Regions from separate parts of the Capsicum annuum genome. Here region 2 is linked to region 1. The links are chromatin contacts, called in public Hi-C maps. All regions are on one chromosome and are shown on one strand. The core of a region is the stretch at or near the end of the contact, and the rest is flanking DNA. Distances in the headings are between cores, read along the strand shown.

What was found. Hi-C and Micro-C count contacts between places; a contact is called where the count stands out from the background.
Region 2: a contact with region 1 is called in a Hi-C map of placenta, with 2.7 times the contacts expected there. The contact joins the promoter of LOC107855629 here to the enhancer-like site in region 1. A contact is called at or near these places in 2 of 5 Hi-C or Micro-C datasets (leaf and placenta).

What each region holds. Positions count from the first base shown.
Region 1 is chr1:221,080,273-221,085,078 of UCD10Xv1.1, reverse strand. It overlaps LOC107854966 (copper methylamine oxidase), which reads right to left. Exons shown (of 12, transcript XM_047409026.1): 10 at 4,454-4,722; 11 at 4,281-4,362; 12 at 3,439-3,801. The coding sequence ends at 3,664. It also overlaps the pseudogene LOC124898821. Among protein-coding and RNA genes, the nearest start is that of LOC107854966, 18 kb to the right of the region's middle. Within about 2 kb of position 2,403, at least 4 of the 5 cell types and tissues checked have an H3K27ac peak or open chromatin away from gene starts, as enhancers often do. A contact at or near this core is called in leaf, where this site is marked.
Region 2 is chr1:221,265,768-221,270,573 of UCD10Xv1.1, reverse strand. It overlaps LOC107855629 (cysteine synthase, chloroplastic/chromoplastic), which reads left to right and starts at 1,864. Exons shown (of 10, transcript NM_001324721.1): 1 at 1,864-2,082; 2 at 3,915-4,024; 3 at 4,439-4,496. The coding sequence starts at 1,864.

The DNA.
Region 1 (4,806 bases), core at 1,154-3,653:
CAAAAACAACCTTGGACTTAGCACAATCACAAGGAGGAGGTATTATTCTACCAAATTCTGCCCAAAGAACCCTCAATTTAGAGAAATACATGGAGACAATATCAGTTTCTTGAATCAATGTTGCTATCTCTTGATACAACTGATAAACTCTAAAAGTATTAACTTTCCCAAACCTCTTCTATAGATCATCTCAATTCACTTTCGTACTCGGTGCATAAAGAATTCTTGTGTTTAATTTCTTTGATAATGAACCTAAACTCCAACCAATAACAATAGCATCATATCTGCCCCCATCTATATTTGCAGAAAAATCTCTCTTGTTTCCGCTTGCATCAATGATCTCCAACTTACAACAAGATACGCATCTCTTGTTTCCGCTTGCATCAATGATCTCCAACTTATAACAAGATACGCATAAACCTTCTCTAGGTTGAATAGTTTTCAAATTCTGATATAAGCAAACTACCAGTTCATTTCCCACTCTAACACCACCACCACCACCACCACCCTAGGCCCAACTGACACCTGATGCATGGATCGGGAGCCCAAAACGGGGATGGATCTGGCTCTGATACTAGAGTCAAGAATGGACCTTGGGCCTAACTCAACCCCAAAAACTAGTTCAAGAGGTGAGGATTACCCAAGTCATATAAGCAAACTACAAGTTCATTCTCCAACCAATGTGGGACTTTTACCCACTCTAACAGCTTCAGCTCAATTGCCATTGACAGCCATTGGAGGTGAGCTTGAGCTGAGAAAAGAAGATAATAGAAAGAACCTTATTGGTTAAGGAAAAATGAATATGATAACTGCATTGTGCTCATCACAGTACATTTATACTACTCTGATCCAGTTGTCATCTAATCAAATTTTTTGTAACTAACTTGTACACGCGGCTAACTACGTACGTACACTATTCATTAAACAATTATATCTACTGCATAGCTAAAATATCTAAGCTGGTCAACCCTAACTCATAGTCATGTTATGCCTATTTCATCGCTTCTCAGTTCATTAATAGTTGTAATCTGTTGGTGGTGATTTGTCCTATTAAATCTCCCTCTTCCCAATTCCTCAAATTTTTCTTGATTTTATAAATCTAAAGTTGTTACATTTATGGTGATTTAGATATGTAATACATATGCCAGACAACCTACCTTTGGATAGAGCAGCACCACTATTAGGAGCTGGGATTACAGTGTACACTCCTATGAAAGATAGCTACTTGTTAGAAACATCAGGGAAGAGAATAGGTGTGGCTGGTTTAGGAGGTTTGGGCCATCTGGCTATAAAGTTTGGCAAAGCGTATGGGCACCATGTAACTATGCTTAGCACCTCTCCATCCAAAGAGAAAGATGCAAAGGAGCTATAAGGTGCAGATGATTTTGTTTTAACCTCCAATGAGGACGAAATGAAGGTAATTAGTGTCTCTTCTCTTTCTTAAAATTTCATAGTTTCATATAATTAAATCTCGTATATGAAGATCATGTATAAACCTGATATGCATGATTGATAGTAACTTTTTCTCAAGTTACAGGGAAAAAAAGACCATCTTTGAAAAAGAGTTCCTACTCTATCCTTTTCAATTTAGTTATGTGATGGTGTTTTACTATATAACAAAGTTTAAGAAATAAAACTTTTAAAACTTATGATCATAAAAGCATCATTATGACGTCATTCTTATTACTATAAAAAATGTCATTAAAGGTTAATTGTAAGTCAAACTATTCCAAATATGAAAACTTGTAATTTGTTTTTTGGGAAAAAAGTTAAAAAGAAAGTAGTCACATAAAATGTTTTACATAAAGTTAAAGAAAAAAGATAGAATAATTTAGATTTTACATGAAATAAATGATGAATGAGTTGCATGATATCATTCTGGAGGCTAGTACTGAATTAGAGATTAATTGTTTAATAAAATGCCACTTAATAAAATAACATACCAATTGTGGGTGTAAGATTTCTAAAACATAAATAAATAAATACAATACAATACGAAATCTATTTTTAATTTATTATTTTTCAAAACTACATGAAGCTAAGTACTCAATGCTGTCGAGGGTGATACACCTCTCTACCTGATATAAAGGTAAGATCTTCGTACATTTTACTCTCCCCAATTTAATTTTATCGGAATATATTGAATATGTTATTATTATACATGAAGTACTCAATATTGACAATCTACAAAAAGAAACGAGAACAAAAAGAACTAATGTTTTTATTCATAGATGAGGAAGAGAAGCCTCGACTTTATTGTGGACACTGTGTCAACAAAGCACCCCATTGGGCCTTACTTGGAGTTGCTCAAGGTAAACGGAACCCTAGCAAAGGTGGGTGCACCTTCTAAGCCTTTGGACTTTCCGATATTGCCCTTGATATATGGTACGTGTTACACTAATTAACCTTTTACTTATTTATTTACTTCCCCTAATCCTCAATAGTAAGACACGGAGGCCAAGGACTAGCGTAGTGAGTTAGTCAAGTGTTTTCTACTTCTAGTAGTATGATTTAGGTACCACATAGTCTTTTCTCTTTCTTTCCCTCTCTTTTTTTTCTCATCAATGTGTATTAATATCTAAGTTACAGTACTTGTTGTGTGCAATGTTATCTTGTTCTCACTTTTTCTTTCTTACTTTCTTGCTTTTTTTGAGTCGAGAGTCTATTAGAAACAATCCCTTTTTCCCACTAAAGATAAATGTAAGGTCTTTATATATCTTACCCTTCCCAAACCTCACTTGTGGAATTACATTGGGTATTTGATTGTTTTATAGTTTCTTTATTAGCTAATTCAATAATAAAATGTTTTGATGATCAATGTATAGGGAAGAGAACGGTGAAGGGAAGCATCATAGGAAGCATAAAAGAGATTCAAGAATGGACTTCTGTGGAGAACAAGACATTTTGAGTGACATTGAAATTGTATCAACTGATAAAACTAATGAAGCATTTAATAGACTTGAAAAGAATGATGCTAGGTTCCGATTTGTTCTTGACATTACTGGCAAATCAAAACTAGAAAATTAGGGAAAGAGAAAGAACATAAACTATTTTTGTGTTTCTATTTAATTGTAATTCATATTGGTTAAAACTTCCACAAGTAATATAACTTGGGGCATTCCAATTGCAACAATTAGATTGCACCGTTATAATTTATCTGCCTTTGTTTAGATCGTACACAACTAACTACACAACCATATTTGACCCTTTTCCGATTTTATAATGTACCCAATTTGATCCAATCTTTAGCTTTAATCACCTGCGTTGTTCATGATTTCATCTGAGTCTTTTACAGAAAATTAGACTTCAAGTCTGCTATTAAGAAGACATGAAAAAAGTATATGTTTAACGGTCATGTGTCACACAGTATACAAAATAGCCTTGCTTGTGAAGGGGTCATATATAGTACATAGTACAGATGAATGCAAAGACCGATAGTTGCTCCAAGACCGGCTTTTATTAGTTTTTCTTGTGACATTGTTCAAGATTAATACAAAACATGGCTTTCTTTGCTTAAACATGCCATATACTAGACTAGTAATATCCCATGTCCCTGCACCTACTAATTCAATACTCCATCAAAAGAAAAATGAAGTTTTATTTTCTGTATATCCGTTGGTGCAGTAATAAGAGAGGGAGGCTCATGTCATATGAAAAATTCTTTCAAAGCTTAGCCATCAAACCAGTGGGAGTGTGCTTTGCTACACTATTTTCTGTGACATCACTGTCTCTGCTTTCTAAGTCACATCCAAGAGGCGGAGGGACATCAACGGCTGGAGAGCAGTTAAAGAATCCATGTGGCTGCACCAACAAACTGGAAATAAGCAATGCGTAAATCTGGAAAGGCAAGGACAAAGGAACCAAAATTGTATATGCACAGGCCAGCTCAAGTACTGAAGCATAGCATCATGGCTCAAACCGAGCCGATAAAAACCATTAAAGATTTTGTGCATTTTGTAAGAATCCACGTTCTTCATTGTTTAGAGCAACAAATACTAATGCTGAACTTTGTTCTTAGTTCTTACTATGCGATGCATCTATGCTGTTAAGGATGCATCTACACTAGTATTATTCTTGCATATTCTTTCTCCTTTAAGGTAATGTTTTACTCGAGTATTGAGTTCAAACATCAACAAGTACAGGAATTTAATGATAGAACAATATATGGCAACATATATCATTAGCTCTTTGATAGATTAGTTTAAATTAACCAACAAAACACTAGATCTAGATGAGAAATATAAAGATTAAAAATCATTAAAGATAAAATTCTCAGAGACCTGAAGCATAAAACCAATGTGTTCCACTGGCATAACAGGCCAGTCTTCCAAGCGAGGAATGTGCGTGATTCCAAAAATGTACCTGCAATAAACATAGTTGGTCAAAACTTGTGAAGTTTGCAGGCTATTTCAATTATGAAACGCTAGGATCACTTGTTGTCAAGAAAACTAACCAGAGAACAACATCACTTTCTTCCAGAGGACGGTCTTGCTTGACCCAAGAAGCTAATCCTTCGCCAGCACGGGGATTTTGATTAGGGAACTCTCCTCCTGGAAAATCTTCTCCAGGTGCATATTGTGTAACCCATAGATTGTGCTTCAGAAATGCAGCCCTTCTTAAAAATTTTGCCTCAGGACCAGCCAATGGCAAACAGTTTGGACCAGGTACCAGCTTGTATCCTGTTAGCTGTCCAGTTCTATTAACTGTTCTGGTGTTTCTAACCTAAAAAAATAGAAAGTTCATAATAAAATTTATGTAACACAAACAGGTCTTAAGATTATTTTACTTGGATACTCCAAAAATGTC
Region 2 (4,806 bases), core at 615-3,114, 190 kb before region 1:
ACAAGGGAAAGGGGTAATGCACTACGAACACAAAAGTGATGATCCATCAATCACTTGAAACTTTTGATAGTAAAAATATATATGTATTTACACTAAAATATATGTTTATGTTTATATTGTTATATTAAAGTGCAAAGGATCTTTGAAAAGTGATTTGAACTTTTTATACTTCATTAAAAATCTCTATAATAAATAAAATTATTTAATTTTAGATAATCAACACTACACGTGCGAGGCACATGCGGTTAGACTAATACTCTATGGGGTCGTTTGGTAGAGTGCTTTGAAAAGTTAATGCATGCATTAGTTTAAGAGATAATACATCAAAACCCCTCAAACTTGTCTACCCAACTTACCTTAACACTTAAACTAACCTTCTATTTATTTACCCCCTTAACATCTTTAAAGTGAATTAATTTCACTCCTTAATATATAATATCACTCTCATAACGGAGAGTGCATCACACTCGCTAACACGTCAGTGACACGCTAGAGCCACGTAAATAAAGTATTTTTTAATTTATTTTTTATATACATAATAAATATATAAATATATTTTATATATATATATATATATACATATTTTTAAATATATATAAAATATTTTAAATTAAAAAATACCCCCCCCCCCATTTTCTATCTTCTTCGTAACCACCCACCCCTCCTTCCCCTCCCCCGTCTACCCCCACACCTGCATACACACCCCATCCACCTCTACACTGCCACACGTAAAAACACCCCCATCCACCTCTATACAACCACACCTGCCAGATTTTTCGACGAATTTTCGTCGGAAAACTCAACCCATTTGAAAAATTTAATTACCACCATCGAAAAAATATCATAAAATAGTGACAAAAAACTCAATCCACTTGAAAAATTCGATCAAATCGATATAAAATTCTCTAAAATCAACAACCAAACATCCAAACCATGTAGATTTTTTTAATTTTCAAATTCAATTTCACTCTTTTTTTTATTGATCTAAGGGGTTGAACGAGGAGAAATTAAAGGTGAGGGGGTGACAACTTTCGTAATTGGAGGAGAAATGGGGTGGGGTGTAGGTAGTGGATTTGGCGAAGAAGAAGTTGTGCGGGGTGGGGGGCTGTTGGCGGTTTTGGGGGTGGGATGGGTAAAGAAGAAGAAGAATTTTTTAGAAGAATTTTTTTTATTCTTTTTCTTTAAATATATATATATATAAAATGTCACGTCAGTATTAGAGTTGAAATTAATTCACTTTAAAGATGTTAAGGGAGGTAAATAAATAGAAGTTTAGTTTAAGTGCTAAAGTGAGTTGAGTGGACAAATTTAGGGGGTTTTGATGTATTATCTCTTAGTTTAATGTATATTAGTAGTACCTTATTTGGTATATCGTTTTACGCTATGTATAACTAAAAAAAATTTCTACATCCTCTTTAATATATACATTGAGGGTATTATGTAAAAAAATTATTTTGTTTTAAAAATTATGTAATTCATGTTATTTTTGATAAATCAAATTAAATATTGTATAAAAAAAATATAAACATAACTAATATAAATATAGCTAATATAAATATTATTAATACAAATATTATTAATATATTACATTTTATATTATTCTTGTGCACTTTACCAAACCATCCTATTAAAATAGTGTTGACACCAATATACCATGCATACGACTTAATAATGGAAAAATTATTTATGTGCACGGCATATACTGTATAAAATATTTGAGGAAAATCTTTAATAATTATTTATTTTAAAACATCAATAAATAATATTAATAATTCACTTATTAACAGCAGTCACATTTTTGTGTAGTACATATTTTAGTATTTATCCCTAAGAAAGAGGGAAGATAGAGATAGGAAAATAGCAATGGCATCTATCATCAACAATCCCTTCACTTCTCTCTGCTGCAACACCAACAAATGTGAACCTAATAGAATTTGCTCTTTAAGGTCTCAGCAGTCATTGGTGTTTGACAACGTCAACAGAAAAGTTGGTTTCCCTTCTGTTGTTTGCAAAGCAGTGTCTGTGCAAACGAAATCACCTACAGAAATTGAAGGCCTTAACATTGCTGAAGATGTTACACAGGTGATTTTATTGTTTAATTCTTGTCTGGGTCGCTTTATGTTCTTGAATGTTAAGGACTTGAAACCCTTTTTGTAACTTTTTTGTTGTTACTTTTTGTTTTGATTATGGTGGTGTCTTCCCCAGATTGTGCGCGCTGCCACTAATTTCACATGATAGTACCAGATAACTTTGTCTATCAAGCCTGAGGATAAATAGGAAATTACCTTATGTTTTTGGGATTTGAACCTGAGGCCTCATGGTTCTTAACCAAGTTCATTGACCACCACTAGGCCACGACCTTTCTGTTGTTACCTCCTCTCCCTCTTGTCTTAATTTATGTAGCATAATTCGGATTTTGATAGTCTTAACATTTTAATTTTGACGGTGAATTTAGACACAAAATTTTCAATTTTTCTAGAAACAAAATTTGTATTCGGAAACTAGGTAGAAAGTACTATAAGTCAGTAAGTCACAATGATTGACAATTCAGAATATTTAAAAGATAAATGAAAAAGTTGCTGTGATTATTTCAATCTTGAAATCTAAGAAGTCCCACATAAATTAGGACGGAGGGAGTACTTGTTATCTTAGGGTGCTTGATGATTTGATTCTGTTGGGGATATATATGAATTGGGTTTTGTACTTGTTTGTCTTGACTTGGTGAATTTGAGTTGATTTCTAATTCAAGGTTACCGTTCTTGCTATAAAGGTGTGATTTTGGTTCGAAGGAATTGTCTTCCATGGAGATATTTTATGCTGAAAAATCATTTTCTGCTTTATTGTAGTGTGTTTGGTCGGGTGCTGAAGTTAGTATGGAAACAGTACAGGGAGTAGAGTAAGTGTATAGTGATAATGTTGGAATTTTCGATATTAAAGATTAACAATGATGTGTTGCATGAAGCAAATGATAAGGAGTAAGACGTGAAATATTTGTTAAGGAGAATTACTTCTGTTTATAAGTGATGGAAATTATTTTTCCATTTTAGAGGACATTTCCAAGAGTAGATATTGGTTTACTGGTTAGGGGTTCAAAACTCACCTCGAGGTTCCAAGTTCAAATCGCAAGCATTCTATTGGAAACAACCTCTCTATATCACATCTGAGGTAGTGGTATGGATTGCGTACACTTACCTTCCCCACACCCCATTTTGTGGGAATATACTTGGTATGTTGTTTTTGTTGCTTTTAGAGGACATTTCTGTTATTCAATTTTTTTTTTTGGTATTTACACAATTCAAGTGAAACATTGAAAAATGATTTTAGCAAGGAAAACATTTTCCAAGAGTCATATGGAATACGCTCGAGGGTAAACTCTTAATTTGTTTTGGGTCAAGTTCTGTTTAACTATGATATGCCGAAATGGCTTTATAGGTTTCCAGTTTTTAGCCCTTTTCCTCCTTTTAGGAGAGGAGAGGGTCAGTAGCACTTACTTTATTGAATGTCCGGTTTTTTAATTGGCATTAATTTTAGTTTATTGCAGTTATTTGTGTACTGGTGGATAGTTTACTTCCTCTATTTCTCCTGCAGTCACGGGTTTTTTGATGTTGCTGTTGCATTATTTCCTATGTTCTATTGTCCGTTTCTAGCTTTGTCACATGAATATATAAGAAAAAGTTAGGCTTCTTTGATTATTAAGGTACATACTGTTTTGAATGAAGTTTTGACATTTCTTTGATGATAGTATATGGGTATACTTAGCTTTAGACCGTTATAATATTTCCTACTCTTTACTGTATGAAACATTAGTGGAAAAGATTCATAGTCGAGTTGATATCTCCTTCCCCTCTCTATTCTGATGTCTACTCTACTTGTTCTTCATATTATTATGCTGATTTTGTTTTATCATTTGACAGCTTATTGGGAACACACCAATGGTTTACCTTAACACCATTGTTAAGGGTTGTGTTGCAAATATTGCTGCTAAACTTGAGATTATGGAGCCATGTTGCAGTGTTAAGGACAGGTAAGCTAGCTTTTAAAAAGCTGCTTTTTGTTTGTATTGCAATATTTGAATTTCCTTCAACTAGAATTTTAAACTGAAAATTTCGTTTAATTGGTTTTTGTTTTTTCTTTTAGTAAATAAACCCGGTTCTGTACACTTTTCTATCATCTTATAGACATTATATCTTACATCTGCACTTTGGGGAACATGTTGATATTATACTTGTGCTGGTAGTTCATATATTTCTCTCTGGTTACTTTGAGCTCTAGAAAAAAATATAACACCAATAACCATTATGCTCATACTGTATGTACTGTAGAATTTGATATCAGTCATGTTTTGTTCTGTTCTTGGGGTACATCTCTACAATTGAAAATCCTTATTGTAGATTGAGACATGGTTATTTGATTCATTGATATTTCTGTTGCATTTCAGGATAGGGTTCAGTATGATATCTGATGCTGAGGAGAAGGGACTTATATCTCCAGGGAAGGTAAATTGGCTGATCAGCTTATTGTCTCTCTTGGTACAGAGTTGATATATGCTATTCTGAATAAAAGGAATAAGTTCTCACTCCACCATGTAGCATTCAAATGTAAGAGATTTCTTGATTTGGCATATTTTGAATGTTCTGTTCGGTTAACGTCCATTGTTCATTTATTATATGCTCAGCCCCCTGTGTTTTTATGACCTGTACCATAAGAGTATCACCTATGTCAATATCAGTGTGACCGAATGTCACTTTCTTCTGATTGACCACAGTTCTTCCCTTCTTTTTGAGGGACCAAAAGGGTTCTAAACAG